Linked DNA regions of Xenopus tropicalis: region 2 is linked to region 1. A link is a contact called in public Hi-C data. All regions are on one chromosome and are shown on one strand. Each heading gives the region's core, a stretch centred on a gene start, on an enhancer-like site or on the middle of the called end of the contact. The rest is flanking DNA. Distances are from core to core; before and after follow the strand shown.

Evidence for each region. Hi-C and Micro-C count contacts between places; a contact is called where the count stands out from the background.
Region 2: a contact with region 1 is called in a Hi-C map of neurula embryo, with 5 times the contacts expected there. The contact joins the promoter of acvr2b here to the enhancer-like site in region 1. A contact is called at or near these places in 4 of 5 Hi-C or Micro-C datasets (gastrula embryo, liver, neurula embryo and 1 more).

Annotation. Positions count from the first base shown.
Region 1 is chr6:13,813,882-13,816,664 of UCB_Xtro_10.0, reverse strand. acvr2b (activin A receptor type 2B) reads left to right here. Exons shown (of 11, transcript NM_001006870.1): 2 at 2,194-2,401. Among named protein-coding and RNA genes, the nearest start is that of exog, 42 kb to the right of the region's middle. Within about 2 kb of position 1,529, at least 2 of the 11 cell types and tissues checked have an H3K27ac peak or open chromatin away from gene starts, as enhancers often do. A contact at or near this core is called in neurula embryo, where this site is marked.
Region 2 is chr6:13,883,341-13,886,094 of UCB_Xtro_10.0, reverse strand. It overlaps acvr2b (activin A receptor type 2B), which reads left to right and starts at 1,326. Exons shown (of 11, transcript NM_001006870.1): 1 at 1,326-1,640. The coding sequence starts at 1,586.

The DNA.
Region 1 (2,783 bases), core at 280-2,779:
TTCTCGGTGGGAAAAAAAATCAATAGAAAATTGCTTTACTTTTTTTTTTTTTTGTACGGTGGTTCTTAATACCATGATTCCTTCCTGAATTTGACTGTATGTGTAGTAACAGCGCATCCATTTATAGCTGAACTAGAACTCTCAGTTGGTTGAGCATCTGGCCAGAAGAACTTGTAAAGCCAGGGGAGACCGTTGGTTGCACTTTGGAACCTGATGTATTTGCCTTAGAGACGTCTACGCTGCCTGTAGGGGGTACAAGCGGTGTGCAGGATGAGAGCCCTGACTTAACTGCCATATTACCAGGGGCAAATAAATGCCGGTGGCAAGTTTAAGATGGGCCACCATCAGATTTGCCAGGGAACCCATCAGTTAATAGAGCTTCTCCAGCAGAATCCTGCATTGTAATCTGTTTTTCCCATGGGGCTAGCTTTATTCTTCATTTCCCAGGGTGCCACAGCCATGTGACCTGTGCTCTGATAAACTTCAGTCACACTTTACTGCTGCGCTGCAAGTTGGAGTGATATCCCCCCCCTCCCCTCACCCCCAGCAGCCGATCAGCAGAACAATGGGAAGGGAGCAAGATAGCAGCTCCCAGTAGGTATCAGAATAGCACTCAATAGTAAGAAATCCAAGTCCGGCTTGGGACTCCTCCAGTTACATGGGAGTAGGAGAAACAATAGGTTAGCTGAAAGCAGTTCTAATGTGTAGCGCTGGCTGAAAGCTCAGACTCAGGCACATTTTACTGCTGCGCTGCAAGTTGGAGTGATATTCCCCCCCCCCCCCCCCCCCCAGCAGCCGATCAGCAGAACAATGGGAAGGGAGCAAGATAGCAGCTCCCAGTAGGTATCAGAATAGCAATAGTAAGAAATCCAAGTCCGGCTTGGGACTCCTCCAGTTACATGGGAGTAGGAGAAACAATAGGTTAGCTGAAAGCACTGTAATAGTGGCAAGATGGTATCATAAGGGAAATGTAACTGGGTCCGTATACTAGGGCAGGTTATGAGTGAGTGCCCCATGAACCTATAGGGGTTTATGCAATGATTACCTTTCTCTCATTCCCCATGTTCTGTAGAGCTGTCAGTCACCCCAGAGTAATATATATATATATATATATATATATATATATATATATATATATATATATATATATATATATATATATATATATATATATATATATATATATATATATATATATACTCTCCTAGTAAGGTATAAGCTAAGATTTTCCAGCCCTTTTAATTGGTCGATTATCTTTTATTTCTCAAAATAATGTAATGGCATTGGCTAATAGTAGTTAAGGGTTGTTTTATTAACCATTAATATATAACACAGACAATATCAGTATGGCAGCTGCTTTATTAGGGGTTGTTTAATTAACCATATGACCTTTCCTAATGAATACCATAGTGACTTGCTGAGCATGCTGGGAAGTGTATTTAGCAACAGCTGAAAGGACAGTAACTTAGTATTTATATGCACCTTGTGTCTTGGAACATGCATTTTACATGGCTCGGCTGCCTAGTGGAACAAGTGCTCCCTCTAGAGCATGGAAGGGGAATGACTGGTATTTCTGTGCATGTCAGACTGATACCCGTGTTTCCATTTGTGCCATCTTTGCTTTTACCTATAAAGAAGCATCAGCTGTTAAGACCTAAAACAATTGTAATTATTCAGAATATTTAGATTGCAAGATTTATGTGTTTAACATCATAAACTAAAATTATTGAAAGTCCCCGATTTGTTGTATTGACAAGGTTTGCCCCCCCCCATTTCGGGACCCTCTCCTGCCTATTGTGCAGATTTTGGCACCTCTGGTCCCTTTCCTCAAATCTTTTGGGCCCAGCAATCTTGGCCTGAATGGGTTATTCTGCCAGGCAGCGGCTCAGACAATGGCTGTTATTTCCGTGCCCAGTGTTTACACGATCTTGGCAGCGGCGGCGTTTGAGAAGCTGTTTTCGAGGAAAATGCCGTCTACTTGGCTCCACTTTTTGTCTCCGATTTATTTTGTGCTTTTCTCACAATGAATGTTTCCACTCGCTTCTGCCTGGTAATGTTTGTGAGAATGCATTCTATGTTACATGAAATATATATATATATATATAATATTTCATCCACTCTAAATGATACCTTCTGCTGCTTATGTGTGAATTGGCACAACTGTGACTGACTCTGTATTTCCCTCGGCCCCAGGCTCCGGACATGACGAGGTGGAGACGAGGGAGTGCATCTATTACAATGCCAACTGGGAGCTGGAGAAAACCAACCAAAGTGGGGTAGAAAGCTGCGAAGGGGAGAAGGACAAGCGACTCCACTGTTATGCATCTTGGAGGAACAACTCGGGCTTCATAGAGCTGGTGAAGAAAGGGTGCTGGCTGGATGATTTCAACTGTTACGACAGGTAAGTGAGGTGCCTTTTATTATGTTCTATGAAAAAGGACTGACCTAAACCTACTATCCCAAAGTCCCTTCCCAGAGGCTATTATCCCCCCACTGCTACTATAGGCACTATCTCTCCCTACTATACCTGCTATCCCACAGCCCCAGTCCCTTCCCAGAGGCTATTATCCCACTGCTACTATAGGCACCATCTCTCCCTACTATACCTGCTATCCCACAGCCCCAGTCCCTTCCCAGAGGCTATTATCCCCCCACTGCTACTATAGGCACCATCTCTCCCTACTATACCTGCTATCCCACAGCCCCAGTCCCTTCCCAGAGGCTATTATCCCACTGCTACTATAGGCACCATCTCTCCCTACTATACCTGCTATCCCACAGCC
Region 2 (2,754 bases), core at 77-2,576, 70 kb before region 1:
GCCCCCTGCCTGTCACAGCCGGAAACCTATGGGCATCGCAGCTCTGCGCTCAGGAGCATAACTTCCCCTTTAATCTGGTGCAAGCTTTTTCATTTTGGGTTTGGGGAGGGGGGTGTATTATCTAGCACTCCTCATAAATGTTGGTGCTTTTCTACATGACTGATATTCCTTCAGTAAAAAATTCAAAGGCAGCCTGCAGCGAGCTCAAGGCAGAATAAGGCTTGTTAACCCCTTATATACCATAATGCTTCTTCCACTATGTCCCAGCAGCAACCCCCCCTACAGTAGCCCCTTATTTTGGCTCTCTGCATTATCCAGTATGGGCAGGATAGGGATACTATTCATACTAATATATTATCAATAAATAAGAATTCTTTTATATAACACTTTTTATTTATACACAGCACTTACAAGTACTACAGACAGGCAATGTATAAATATGTACAGTTACGCAGATTGAGTGCTACTGTCTCCAAGAGCTTATACTCTAAGTATTATAATTAAATATTAATATAATATATATATATATTTTTTATACATAGAGAGTTCAATGTAAAATAAAGGATATTTAAGGACAAGGGTAGGACAATCACAGAGCTTTTAAAGACACCATAGACAATAGATAACTGATAGATATCGCTATGGATAGATATATATGTGTATACGGACATGTAAATACACAATATACACGGTAGAACCATGTGGAACACAATGAGCTGCTCCGGGCTCACGTTTCGCTCTCCCCAACAAACTGCCCGGGACCCTCTCCCTTTCCCTCCGTACTACTCTGCCATGGTGCTTAATGAGCGGCAGGGCAGCCGGCCAATCAGCGAGCAGGAATCGCCCTCCCCTTTCTCTTTTTCCCATGCCTGGGGGCCGTGCCCTGCTCCCCTCCCTCCTGTGCTTTTACCACCCCTCTCCCTCCCTCCCTGCCTTTGTATCAAACATCCGGGTTTCCCTCCTGCCTCTACTCCGCTTTCTCTCTCTCTCACTCCTGGGGTTTTTTTTTTAGAAGCCATTTTGGACTGAGTTCAGGATTTTGGGGGGGGAGGAAGAGCCAGTGCAGGGAATAATACCTGGTGACTTGTCCGGCCTCTCCCATTCCTGCCCCCCCGTCCCCTGCCTGCCCCCCTCCGTCCCTTGCCTGCTCCGGAGCTGTCACATTGAAGTTTGGGCTCCTGTGAGTCTGTGCCACCCCCAGCCCCCCCCCCTCGCTAATCTGCTTGCTGCAGAAGGTGGAGTCCTTGCAGGAGGGGTGGGGGGAGTCACTATAGTGCTGCTGTTTGATCTGCCTCTGCCCGGGCTCTTTCCTCATTCACACACATTTCATTCCCACGGATCCACATTACAACTCACCTTTAACCCTTGCCTGGCTGAACCCACGCGTGTTGGATCCCTGCCCCCCCCCCGCTCCCGGCGCTGAAGAAAAGCGCTTACATTGTTGCGACTCGGCGCTGCTGCTGCTGTTGGGGATTGATACATTGTTACAAATCAGCGCCGCTGAGGGAGGAATTGATACATCGTAGCGAATGCAAAGGAATTAGCTCGGCCGAATGGGACGCTGAGAGCGGCGCATCCCGGGAACATGGGGGCTGCTGCAGCGCTGACTTTTGCACTTCTTCTCGCAACTTTCCGCGCAGGTAAGTGCCATTGTGGTGGGGGCAACACCCCTCCTCCGAGAGGGCAACTTGTGGCCAACTTGCCTTGGCTTTAACCTCTGCGCTGCCAGAGGCATATTGAGCAAAGGCTATCTCCGGATAACAGAACCCTTTACCCCGAGTAACTTCTTTATAAACAGAGGGCGATTTTTGTTTTTATGCTTTTATCGAACTACAACTCCCAGCAGTCACTGGGGCCCCATTGTGTGTAGAAATACACGTGTTTTTACCCCCCCCCCCCCCCCGGCTCTCGGTGGGCCGCAGCTGCTTTATTTACAAATACAATGTAACACTGATGGGACTGGCGTTTTCTGGCTGTTAAGGGGTTAAGACCACCATGATCCCATCAATAATGTAGGGTGGGGGTGGGGGCGGCCTGCTCTCTCTCTCCCAGCGCACCCCACCCCCCCCTGTGTCAGAGCTGCCGTGCATTGTTGATAGTACTATGCCATGTGTTACTCCAGCCCGATGTGAGCGCTCAGTCGCTTGTGATTGCTCTTGATTGGACACCTTGATTTCACCTCGGGAGCGATTGGATCGCGTCTGATAACGGGAGGCTTTTGTTTCCTTCTGGTGTCCCCTTTCCCCCCATCCCTGATAATGCCCAGTGTAAGGGGGGGGCTCATCTTGTATTAATGAAGCGTTGTGATCTTCCTTCCATGGGGGGGGGGGGGGGGGGCTATTTTTGTGAGATGACTCATTTGCCTTTGATTTGTGACTGGGAGATCTGTAGTACTCGGTAGTGATATCAAACATAACATGCCCTCCCATAGTCACGTTGCTTGGGGGGGGGTTATTTTTAGATGTTTCCTAGATTTGTAAGATATTGGTATATTTTTAGCTTGCGGTTCTGTTTAATCATGGCACCCATGGCAGTTAATACCCCCATACAGTACCAGGCAGCTATTTATGTGCACAGTGCCCCCCCTTATAGTGGTCTCTCTGTATAGTGCCAACCTCCTATGGTTGCATTGCCCCCTTTCTCTTATTATAGACCGTGGACTGTTATTGTAATGTTTCAATACATTAATATGGATACAGTACCCCCTCCATATAGCGATGCCTTCCTGTAGTGTCACCCTACAGTGCCAACCCC